Linked DNA regions of Mus musculus: regions 1 and 2 are each linked to region 3. A link is a contact called in public HiChIP or PLAC-seq data. All regions are on one chromosome and are shown on one strand. Each heading gives the region's core, a stretch centred on a gene start, on an enhancer-like site or on the middle of the called end of the contact. The rest is flanking DNA. Distances are from core to core; before and after follow the strand shown. Region 1 overlaps Csrp3 (cysteine and glycine-rich protein 3). Region 2 overlaps Gm32263 (a long non-coding RNA gene). Region 3 overlaps 9130015G15Rik (RIKEN cDNA 9130015G15 gene).

Region 1 (3,358 bases), core at 305-2,804, 280 kb after region 3:
TTTTTACGCCCCAGTGTAAGACATTTCCCCTAAATTATTCTTCAAAGACAAATCCGTTCTTTATTCAAAGCATTTGAAAGTCTCTCATGCTATTGGAGACCCAACTGAACAACTTGATTTTTTTTTTTAGCAAAGAATTTTTGACCAGTAGGTACTTGAATAAATTCTCTCCCAGACTCCCCTCTTCAAAAGCTCCACAACCTTTAGCCTCTGGCCCATTCTACTTCATTGGGAACCTCAGCTTCTTCTTTTATTTCTGTTTCAATTGCACTATATATTTTTTAACAACAAAATACCACTTCAGGAATACATGCTTACCTGCGACGATCTCACCTGTGCCAGATTGCTTACAAAGATCACTTGGAGAAACTGTTGTTGTTGTTGTTGTTTTTTAAAGAAACAAATAAAAAGAATATACATGTCTTATTATTTCTGAGGTTATGATCCATTTAAAGAGTATTGCTATAAGCACTTAGCAGCCATTATTGCAAAGCACTACAGCGTTTTGTTGAGTCGTGGAAATTCTTTACACTTTACACTGTCTTGGTGTTGTGGTGGGTAAGAGGCTGTACATGTGGAGATTGTTTTCATGCTGTAGCCTCCTGGTCAGGGAACAAACAAGGGCTGCCTGTCAAGGGCTCAGGTAGAGACCTAAGTGAACATGAGCTGTTCAGGGAGGCTAGCTACAATCAGCTGTCCCAGAAATGAGTGGTTGAAAGGGGGATGCCAAGAAACAATGGGATCCCTGAGTTTGTGTGAGATTAGGAACAAGGAGCATTTCCAAATCCATGTATTCTTCATGTGTATTGTTAGATATTATTCAACGATTTAACATTTTTATTTACCTCCTTGAAAGTCCCACCCTCAGGATTGCTTATGTAACAGTGGGTATGCCTGAGGCCCTCAGTTAAATTCCAAACACCATATGTGCACACACACACATCACACACACACACACACACACACACACACACACACACACACACACACACACACACAAACTTTGGTCCTTACTTCCCATTCCCTGACACCATTCAGCATTGACTCATTGGCTGGTCAGGAGCACTGTGGCGAGCAGGTCCAAGACTACATACACGATTGCAGTGTTTTCTGCCCCCTTTCCAGCTGGGGATGCCAAACATCATAACTTGTCTCTTCTCTGAGTGTCAAAATGAGTGACTCAGGACAAATGCTCTGAACATTTCTGGAATCACAGATGTGTTCATGGCTTGGGGCTCTGTGCATCAGGTACAGAGAGAGAGATGGGGAGCTCACCTCTAACCCCCCCTTCCATTCCTCTGCAGTGGCCTGCAGGAAAGCTCTGGACAGCACCACAGTGGCAGCTCATGAGTCAGAGATCTACTGTAAGGTGTGCTATGGGCGCAGGTATGGCCCCAAGGGGATCGGGTTCGGACAAGGCGCTGGCTGCCTCAGCACAGACACTGGCGAGCATCTTGGCCTGCAGTTCCAACAGTAAGTTACTGCCATGCTTCTTCTTTCTCTGTGACTCTCAAATTATCAAGACAGTTCACTCTGTTCCCATAGCAACATTTTCTAGAAGTGGGAGAATGGACTCTATTGTTGATTCGCCAACAATAGGAACACTCACTCTGACCAAGTCCTAACAATGTGTTGTCTCTCTGAAGACTTTCTTTAAATTATCTGTCTTTCTAAAGGGCAATTACTTTTACATGGTGGTTCTTGGTTTGCATGTCAAGAGAGAACTAAGACTGTACAGATGTTTCATTATTTGGCCTTTGTAAACTGCACAGAGTCTCTTTGCTTCACCCTTGAGAGCTTCTGTGTAAATCACATAAATGCAGCAGGAAAGCAATGGCCATTCTCCGTGTGCTCGCCGTTAACGATTTCTTTCTTAGGCTGTAAGATGAGTAACGTCTGCAATGCGAGGGAAGGGTCTGGGGATGAGCCTCTGAAGGAAAGAATCAATTCTAATGCTTTTTGTGGGCCTTCTTGACTGCCCGCAGCCCATACAGTGCTGATGCTCCCCAACTCAATCCTAAGGGCTGGGAAATCACAAGGGCCATGGCCAGCTCAGTCTCCCCACCCCAAGCCCCAGTTTCATTGCTGATCACCATTGACCATGAGCCAGAATTGAAAACAGTCTGACAGTGGCTGAGCTACAGCTGCAGTCTGGCCAGCTGGTGTCTGTCTGGGCTTAGCTCTATGGTGGCTGGCCAGAAAGATTAGCTCACCTGTGTAAGTCCCTCAGAGAGCAGTCTGTTATTTGGTCCCTTAAGAACAGAGTCATCCACCATGGAGCCTGGAAAAGTTTAGGGACGTGTGTTCACTGTTAACTAGGGACACCCCTCCTTTATTTTTTCTCATTACTCACCATCCCAGCTGGAGACCTTTTGTTAAAGACTAGGACGTGATGCCAACTGCACTCTCTGTCTTGCATCATTTAAAGTCCATTTTCTGCCACTGGGAAAACAGGAAACCAGGGTTTCTTTCCAGCTCCACCAGCAGGAGATGCCGACTCTTATTATTGTCTGTCAGTCCCTCTTTCCTCACTATCCATATCCACTTCAAACACCAGTAAGGCTCAGGGGATACCAAGTATGAGGAAACATCGACGAGTACAGATGCACAGCACTGAGTCTTTCCTCTATTTTGGATACTGCTCTTAAGGGAGTAGGTGACGTTGGGATGAATGACAAGGGGTAAATTGTCATAATAGATAACAGATTTCACTACTCAGATAGTCAGCTGGTTTCATGATCATACAGAGAAATCTGAAGCAAAAATCAAACCAACAACAGCACAACAATAACAACACACGAACGTGTACAGAACACTCACCAAAGTGTGGAAGCAAAGGCGTAAAAGCTGACCCACATTTGCCCACCCACACCAACAGGAGCTGAGTTCAGTGCTTTAACACAGTCATCATACTTAACATGCTCAACAGCTGGGACAGGTCCCATGATTGCCCCCATTTTCCAGATGAAGAGAAAGAGGCAACACAGTAGAGTGAGGTACTCCACGCAAGACACAATTTTCAGAGTGTGTGCCAAGGGAAGTCTTCATTTAATTTATACTTCCACCAGATCCCCAAAGCCAGCTCGAGCAGCCACCACAAGCAACCCTTCCAAATTCTCTGCAAAGTTTGGAGAATCAGAGAAGTGCCCACGATGTGGAAAGTCGGTATACGCTGCTGAGAAGGTCATGGGAGGTGGCAAGGTGAGGTCACAGTGAGGATGTCTGGGTGAGCCAAATCCCAGATTCTCATCTCCACTGGATCTGTGGGAGAACTGAAAGTGGGAACTGTGGGTAGGTGCCAGACCCTTCATCTTCCTTAGCTCTCACAACCTGTTTAGAAACCATACATTTCCCAATT
Region 2 (3,547 bases), core at 46-2,545, 360 kb after region 3:
TGTTTCTGGTTCTTGGGTATTGCAGAGCCATCGTGAAGGAATTAACACTCACCTCACCTCTGTGCCTCCCAGGCAGGTCCATGTTTAATGTAAATCACCCCAGTACAAGGAGAAAGACAGGTCCTTGTCAAGTCTCACCCATGTCACCAGAGAGTCACAGTGTCAGCACCAGCCCCAACAGGAAAACCACATGCCTGCCAATGACACCCAGACCCTCCTGTTTGGGCTACAGTATGAGAGGGTCATGCTTGGTAAAGAAAGGCTTAAGTCTGACTAAGTGCAGCTGACATCCTGGTGGCAGAGCTGATCCCGACTCAGCTCCAAGTTCTCAGTTCATAATTTGCCTTGCAATTTATCATCGAATATCCACATAGGATTATTGAGGTGACTGATCTTTGTCACTGAATCTGTCATGGCACATTAGTCATCTATTCATTCAACAATGTGCCTTGAACTTTTATATACACTGAATGTGTTATCTCGAATGGATGCATGGTTGAATGGATGATGGATGAGGAAGATCATTAGGAAGAAGCCGGGCAATGCTCTAGCAGACCCAGGATCCATCCCATAGCTTTATTCCACTGTTAGGCATAAAAGAAACTTACATTAAAGTGGTTTGTGAATGGATGAAAAGGAAATGTGTTAATCAAGTAACAGCTACAAAATTAGCACTAGTTTGCAAGAAGCCCCCTACTACCCTGAAGTTCTGCTTTCATTATCTTTAGGCTATCCCATCCAGTGGCCGAAGAGGTTCCGTGTTTGTACCCTTCTAGCTTGGTAACCTCAAAATAAAGATAGTTTTTTCCCCCCTTAGGAGTTCCCGAAAATTCTTCAAGAGGCTTCTTAATGGCCCAGCCTGTGCCACTTGCAAACAAATATTGTGGTTAGGAGGGGTTGGGTGCTGATTGGTTGGACTTGTGGTCCTTACTAATATACTCACAAAGTATAGAGAAAATTTCATGCACAATGACGCTCAGGGACCAAGCTTGAGTGCAGGGTGACTGGCAGAAAAGAAAAGAAAGGGCTGGACGCTGGGCAGGAACAACCCTTACATGTCCTTTCCTTGGACAGCTTTCTATCTGCTGCCCATTTGCTATTTGCATGTTTACAGCTCTCTCCCCTGTGTTCACTGCACAGCCCTCTAGTGATCTTAAGCCCCTCTGGGATGTGGAGGCTAGCTTCTTTTGCTCACTTGTGTCTTTCAGGTTACCAGCCTCAGGTCTGTCTGTTGGAGACCAGCTCAAAGTCCAGCCGAGGACTAAGGTGAAGTGAAACTGTTGTGGGGAGCCAGGCTAAACCACTGTCTCCTATATAGCTGACTAGCAAGGAGGTATGCTTCCCCATCCAGTCCCTCCTCCTGACAGTCCATGAACTAGCTCAGAAGGTGAACACTTCCAGGTGTAGGTCAATTCTTTTCTTTGAATGCCAAGGAAAGAAAAATTCAGGGACTGCAGCCACCTTCCTTACCCAACTCCTTATTTCTGGCATTAAAAAAAAATCAGCCTCTGCCTTTCACATCCACACAGAGAAGGGTGGGGCCTGACTAATGAATGTTTGAGAAGTCCTTTGAGATCTTAGATGAAAGGCACCTTGTAAAATACAATTAAAAATAATAGGGGTAATTATTAGCCAGGCTGGTCCCTGCAGGATAATTACAGAGCTTTTGCCTGGCAAATCTTGAATTCATGCAGAAAAACATGGGTTCGAGCAAGAAGACTGATTTGAGATTTGGGGTCTGCCGGCTTCAAAGATGGAGTCCTCTGGTTCCTTCTGAAATCTGAGAAGCATGTCAGCAGGTCAGAACTGAGACAGGACTTAGGGGTTGTTGTCTGGGCAACATATTTGAATGGCAGATGAAGCCACTGGGTCCCTGAGAGGAGATGTGATAGTTTCAAGCTACATACCAGGCATTGCAGGGCTGCATCTCTGGAGGTTCAGGCCTAGGTCATCTGAGTTCAGAGGTTTGTGTCACCACATCCTCTTCAGTCCTTGCCAACATGATCTTTTGGTGGCACCAAAGAGTCTTACCTGAAAGTCTCCAGAATGGAGCCCATGTCCTAGCTCTGATATGTGTGAAAGATGGTAGTTAGCCAGTCAGTTTCTGGTGCCACACTCCAATAATAATAACAGCTTCCCTGGGCTGCCATGAGGAGCTGAGGAGTGCTGTAAAGGGAAGGCTGCCTGGGACCTACTTGCTCACTCTACGCTGTTCTGAGTGTGGGCTTCTCTGAGATTAACCCATTGCTATTTTTTTCATGGCCACTCCATGCGTAGTGAACATCTGTCATGAGTCAAACATTGTGCTAGGCTCTCCAGGGCTGTGATTTCTTTCAGCTATCCCCAGCTTTCCCCAAGGTCAACTGTTCAAACTCAGGTTCAGGTTGATTAGTGAACTTGTCCAAGACCATGCAGCTGAGAGGGAGGCAGGGCTTGGACCTGGGTCATATGTCATACTGCTCTCTCTTGTGAAGTGAGACAGGCATTTGATTGTCATCCAACTAGAACCTCACAGGGGTTATCTGCTGGGGAAAACTGGGAGATAAGGTATGGTATTGGCCTATGAGGATGTCATCATTATTTAATTATTCTGACGGTCTGTTTTGATGAAAGAAGTTAAAAGACTCTCCCAAGAGGGGCTGTGAGTCCCCATCATTAGCTTTAGATTGAAGAATTTTAGATCAGAACCTAGAGAAAGGGTTTGGTGACTAAGAGCACTTTCTACTTTTTCAGAAGACCTAGGTTCAATCTCCAGTTATGGCACAGCAACTTACAGCCCTCTGTAACTCTAAGTCCAGGGATCTGGTGCCCTCTTCTGGATTCCGGAGACACCAAGAACACATATAGTGATATACATATATGCAAGCGAAACATTCATACATAGAAAATCAAAAAAAAATCATTAAAAAACAAAATCTAGATCAGAGTTTGAGAGGTAGCTTTGTTGCTAAAATTCTTGTTGTACAGGCATAAGGAACTAAATCCAGTTCCTAGTATCCTCATAGAAATCCAGGAGTGGTTGTACCTGTTTGTAATCCCAGCAGTATGGAAGTATGGAGAGTTGGCTCCCTGGGGCTCATCAGGCAACCAGCCAGCCTAGATAATTGGCTAGTTCCAAGTGACTAGATGGATGGATTCTGAAGATTAACACTCAAAGTTTACCTATGGCCTCCAAACACACAGATGCACATTTGCACACAAAATGAGCACGTGCGTGCACACATACACATACAACACACACACACACACACACACACACACACTCATGGTGGGGGGAGAAAATCTAGATGAGTTCCTTAGGAACCAAGAACCTCTGCATTGTTAGGGCCTTGACCCTCTACCAGCATCTTAGAACATGGTATGTGGGTGGTGGGTGAGGGGCCTCCAGATCTCCTTCCGTATAGGGCCTCCCAGCTTCAATGGGGGCAACACTGGTAGCATCTTATCAACTGGGATTCTATACCAGCATAAATCGTTACTCCTGACATTCCAGCTTGAGAAGATTCTAGAGTGAGAAGTAGGTGACTGTGCTTCAGGCTAGTGAACT
Region 3 (3,397 bases), core at 705-3,204:
TGTAAAAGTGAAACTGTCTAGGGAGCAGGGGACCTAACTGAAAGGGGAAGAAGGGTGCAGGTGGGGGTGGGGAGGAATATACTCAATGCATATTACATATGTATGTGAAAATATCCATACCCAACAAGCGACAGGTGCAAAGTATAGACACAATGAAACAAATAACAATAAAATAAACTCAACAGGAAAACAGAATTCAGTTGTAATGCTCTGGAAAAACTGTTTCAAATTAGAATTTAAGATACATAGATACGCCTGGCAGTGGTGGTGCCGGGCGGTGGTGGTGCACGCCTTTAATCCCAGCACTTGGGAGGCAGAGACAGGCGGATTTTTCTGAGTTCAAGGCCAGCCTGGTCTACAAAGTGAGTTCCAGGACAGCCAAGACTATACAGAGAAACCCTGTCTGGAAAAACCAAAAAAAAAAAAAAAGGTACATAGATACATATTTTCTACAGAAAGGACCCTGAATGCAGACTAAAGATCAGTTTGTAGAAGGCACTAATCTCTTACTAGTGTCCCCCTCCCCTGCTCCTGATCAGCTACTTATTGTCACTTATTCTGACCTTGGAGGACAATGTTTTAAAACGAGAAAGACCTCTCAGAGGTTTTTAACATGAAATGTTCCATCCTCCTTTTTTACTACTGGAAAATAGTGGAAAACCTGACTCCCTTTGGATTCCTGTAGAGATTTTATCAGTTGGGCCTTGGAGTCGGCTCTGTACACCCACTGACTGGCTCAGCCTGCGCAGCCAGAAGGGGGCAGCACCACTCCGCAGAATTCCCTCCGGGCTTTGCTTTTCTGGTAAGTTCCCGCTGGCTGGCACCACACAGTCAGGTTGGCATGGCTTTCAACCTCCTGCCTTAGCATGCTGGAGGTGTATGTACCTTCGGGAGGGCGTGGCAAAACCAGCAGGCTAGACTCAATTTGCAGTGCCCGAGTGCACCTGAAATGTACTCTGGCATTTCAAGTAAAACTGTCAGGCTGTAGACGGAGGAGGCCACTTCAGCTTTGCTGGACACTTTACAGTCTGCTGAATGGCATCTTCTTCCGTCTCTCATCCTTGGGAGCTATGGGGAGCCAGTGTGTGTGTGTGTGAGTGTGTGTGTACACGTGCACGCGCACGCACGCACGCGCATAGGCATACACACATCAGTATGGACAAGCTGGAAGCTGTGAAGGAAGGCTTTCTCCTGGTGCTGACCCAGGGCAGAGAGCTGCGGGTGCAAAACTCTGTCTCCTGCTTCACCCTGATGAAGCTCTTACACTCTTCTGCCCTGGGGACGGGAGGTACCTAGGAGCCAGGCACATTGGATACCTAACCTTTCTATGGCTCTCAGCACCAACACCGTCACCTCCTATACCTTCTAGGGGCTGTCCCCTCCGCCATCCAGATGACACTGAGGGGGAGGTTTTCTTCAAACAGAAAAACAAAGCATGGAAGAAAATAAATGCACTTTATTCACTGCCCCCCGCAGCCCCCGCCCCCCAAAAAGAGAGCCTTGCATTGGGCAGGAGCTTCACGAGACAGGTGGCTTTCCTGGGTCCCTTCCAGTGATTCATGCAGTAGCAGAGACAGCCTTTCTTCTTCTTCTTTTTTTTTTTTTTAGACCAAGAGGCTTGTCCTGTCCCCACATAAATGTGTCCAGGAAGAGCACGTGACTACTATGCTGAATACACCGGCAGTACGACCTCAAAGCCTGTGTCTCTTCTCTTGTTTCCCCTCCCCTCCTCTCCTATTCTTTTCTTCCCTTTACCCACTCTCTGCTCTCGGTTTTTTGCTGGGCACGATGGACACAGAAAGAATCTCTCTGGCCACGTTCATTTCGCCGCCACGGGCAGGATGCTCTCGGCACCAACGCTCCCTTTACCCTGTTGCCCTGCCCCCATACACTCACGCTGCAGTGTTAACTCTAAAGAACTCGGAAATTCCTGGGTGGGCAGAACTGTGGCCTGGGAAACCGTCCTTCACAGACAGCGTTTTTTTCAAGAGAAAATGCCTCACTCACAGCCTGCCACTGGCCAATGAACGCGCCTCGGCTCTCAAACGCAGCGCTGAAACTGGCTTTTTTCCCCCCATTTCCTCTCCCAAATGCCAATGATATCTGTGAGCCTGAAAAATATACTGTTCTTCTTATCCTTCATGGCACAAAGCGGTTTCCTCTCAGCCCGTGATGAACAGATCTCTGGTCCAAATGGGATCCAGCCTAGGCAGCTCTGCTATGCCAGGGTGGCTCTGGGAGAGGCTGAGGGTGAGGAGGGAGTTCGGGGCCCATTGAGGGAGGTGTTGGTGCCTCTGCACTCCCAGACAGAATGGCACTGCCCCAGTTTTCTGGGGATTGTGTTCAAAGAGGGGCTAAGGGATGGCCTGAGCCCCCAGTGACTAGAAACTGTGAATTCCCAGTAGACACCCTGCACCCTCTGATGGTTCTATACATCCCTGGATTTCTTTCACTCTGGCTCTTGCCCTTTGGAGCCCCTGGGGTGGTGGTAGTGGGGCAAATGGCCACCCACTTTTTCTCTAACCCTTCTTGCCACCTGCTCCTTACAGGGTTCTGCCCTGTGTCCTGTGCTGCCTTCATCAAGATCTGGGCTGCTCTAACTCAGCCATAGGAGTAGGGCCCCTCATCAGTAATTCACTGGCCCCCTTCCTCCATAGGGTGGGGGACCCGAAAAACTCAGCAGCTTCTGAACTGTGGGGCAACAGAGTCCTGGATCATCATCCTTAGCAGAGGAGAGGAGAGGAGAAGAGAGGATGAGAGGGGAGAGGAGGGGGGAGAGGGGAGGAAGGGAGGGGAGAGAGAAAAAAAGCTAAGAAAGGCAATGACCACAATCCAGAACCATTCTAGAAGTTCAGTATACTTCAGGGGGGGGGGGAGGCATTGCTCTAAAGGATGGGTGTTTTCCCACCACTGCCTTCCTGCAGAAACAAAGGAAGCAGGACGTGGCTGGCTTCATAGACTCCTTCTTCACAGTTTCTCATTCTGTTTCGACAAGACAGCTGCTAAGGCTGCTATTCTTAAACCCTGTGTGCAACCTCTGAGTTCCTGTAGCCAACACACGAAGGAAGCTGTGAACGTGCACACCTGGTGGGCGGTGAGTCCCAGAGGGAGGGTGGGTGTGGAGCCGGGGAGCCAGGCGAATGCACCCAGGTGGCTCCTGGCCTGGGATTGCCACCTGAGGCCACAACCCAGCCAGGGGGGACTTGCATGGCGAGGGCATGACCTTTAGATGTCCACCTCTGGGGCATGTAGGAGAAACTCTAAGAAGGTTCCTATGGTCCTTACCCCTGTGGAGCTCAGAGCTTGGTTTACATAAATAGAGAACTTGATTGCAATTCCAAATAAGCCCATTGACCCCCTGCCCATGTTCTGATAGCAACTGTGGCAAGAACAGTGA

What was found. HiChIP or PLAC-seq counts read pairs in DNA pulled down with a chosen protein or histone mark.
Region 1: an H3K27ac HiChIP or PLAC-seq map of stem cell-derived neural progenitor cells shows a contact between it and region 3, with 4 times the contacts expected there. The contact joins two enhancer-like sites. A contact is called at or near these places in 13 of 39 promoter capture datasets (the 3T3-L1 cell line, the C10 cell line, the HPC-7 cell line and 11 more), 2 of 15 datasets of contacts at CTCF or cohesin (large pre-B cells and pro-B cells), 6 of 484 Hi-C or Micro-C datasets (the C10 cell line, the G1E-ER4 cell line, cerebellar granule neurons and 2 more), 6 of 115 datasets of contacts at active chromatin or transcription factors (cardiomyocytes, embryonic forebrain, embryonic midbrain and 3 more) and 4 of 9 other capture datasets (adipose tissue, liver, macrophages and 1 more).
Region 2: an H3K27ac HiChIP or PLAC-seq map of microglia shows a contact between it and region 3, with 8 times the contacts expected there. The contact joins two enhancer-like sites. A contact is called at or near these places in 3 of 39 promoter capture datasets (the 3T3-L1 cell line, embryonic stem cells and hippocampal neurons), 11 of 15 datasets of contacts at CTCF or cohesin (CD8 T cells, the NIH/3T3 cell line, embryonic stem cells and 5 more), 296 of 484 Hi-C or Micro-C datasets (the 3T3-L1 cell line, 3T3-L1-derived adipocytes, the 4T1 cell line and 152 more), 37 of 115 datasets of contacts at active chromatin or transcription factors (the 230-238 cell line, the HPC-7 cell line, T-cell acute lymphoblastic leukemia and 26 more) and 2 of 9 other capture datasets (embryonic tail and embryonic trunk).

The regions. Positions count from the first base shown.
Region 1 is chr7:48,833,582-48,836,939 of GRCm38.p6, reverse strand. Csrp3 (cysteine and glycine-rich protein 3) reads left to right here. Exons shown (of 6, transcript NM_001198841.1): 3 at 1,305-1,473; 4 at 3,069-3,201. Among named protein-coding and RNA genes, the nearest start is that of Csrp3, 13 kb to the left of the region's middle. Within about 2 kb of position 1,554, at least 28 of the 459 cell types and tissues checked have an H3K27ac peak or open chromatin away from gene starts, as enhancers often do. A contact at or near this core is called in the G1E-ER4 cell line and stem cell-derived neural progenitor cells, where this site is marked.
Region 2 is chr7:48,756,024-48,759,570 of GRCm38.p6, reverse strand. It overlaps Gm32263 (a long non-coding RNA gene), which reads left to right. Exons shown (of 3, transcript XR_391444.2): 2 at 1,209-1,333. Among named protein-coding and RNA genes, the nearest start is that of Gm45086, 9.6 kb to the right of the region's middle. Within about 2 kb of position 1,295, at least 8 of the 459 cell types and tissues checked have an H3K27ac peak or open chromatin away from gene starts, as enhancers often do. A contact at or near this core is called in microglia, where this site is marked.
Region 3 is chr7:49,118,853-49,122,249 of GRCm38.p6, reverse strand. It overlaps 9130015G15Rik (RIKEN cDNA 9130015G15 gene), which reads left to right. Exons shown (of 4, transcript NR_154465.1): 4 at 1-313. It also overlaps a transcript of Nav2 not described here. Among named protein-coding and RNA genes, the nearest start is that of 9130015G15Rik, 42 kb to the left of the region's middle. Within about 2 kb of position 1,954, at least 48 of the 459 cell types and tissues checked have an H3K27ac peak or open chromatin away from gene starts, as enhancers often do. A contact at or near this core is called in the G1E-ER4 cell line, microglia and stem cell-derived neural progenitor cells, where this site is marked.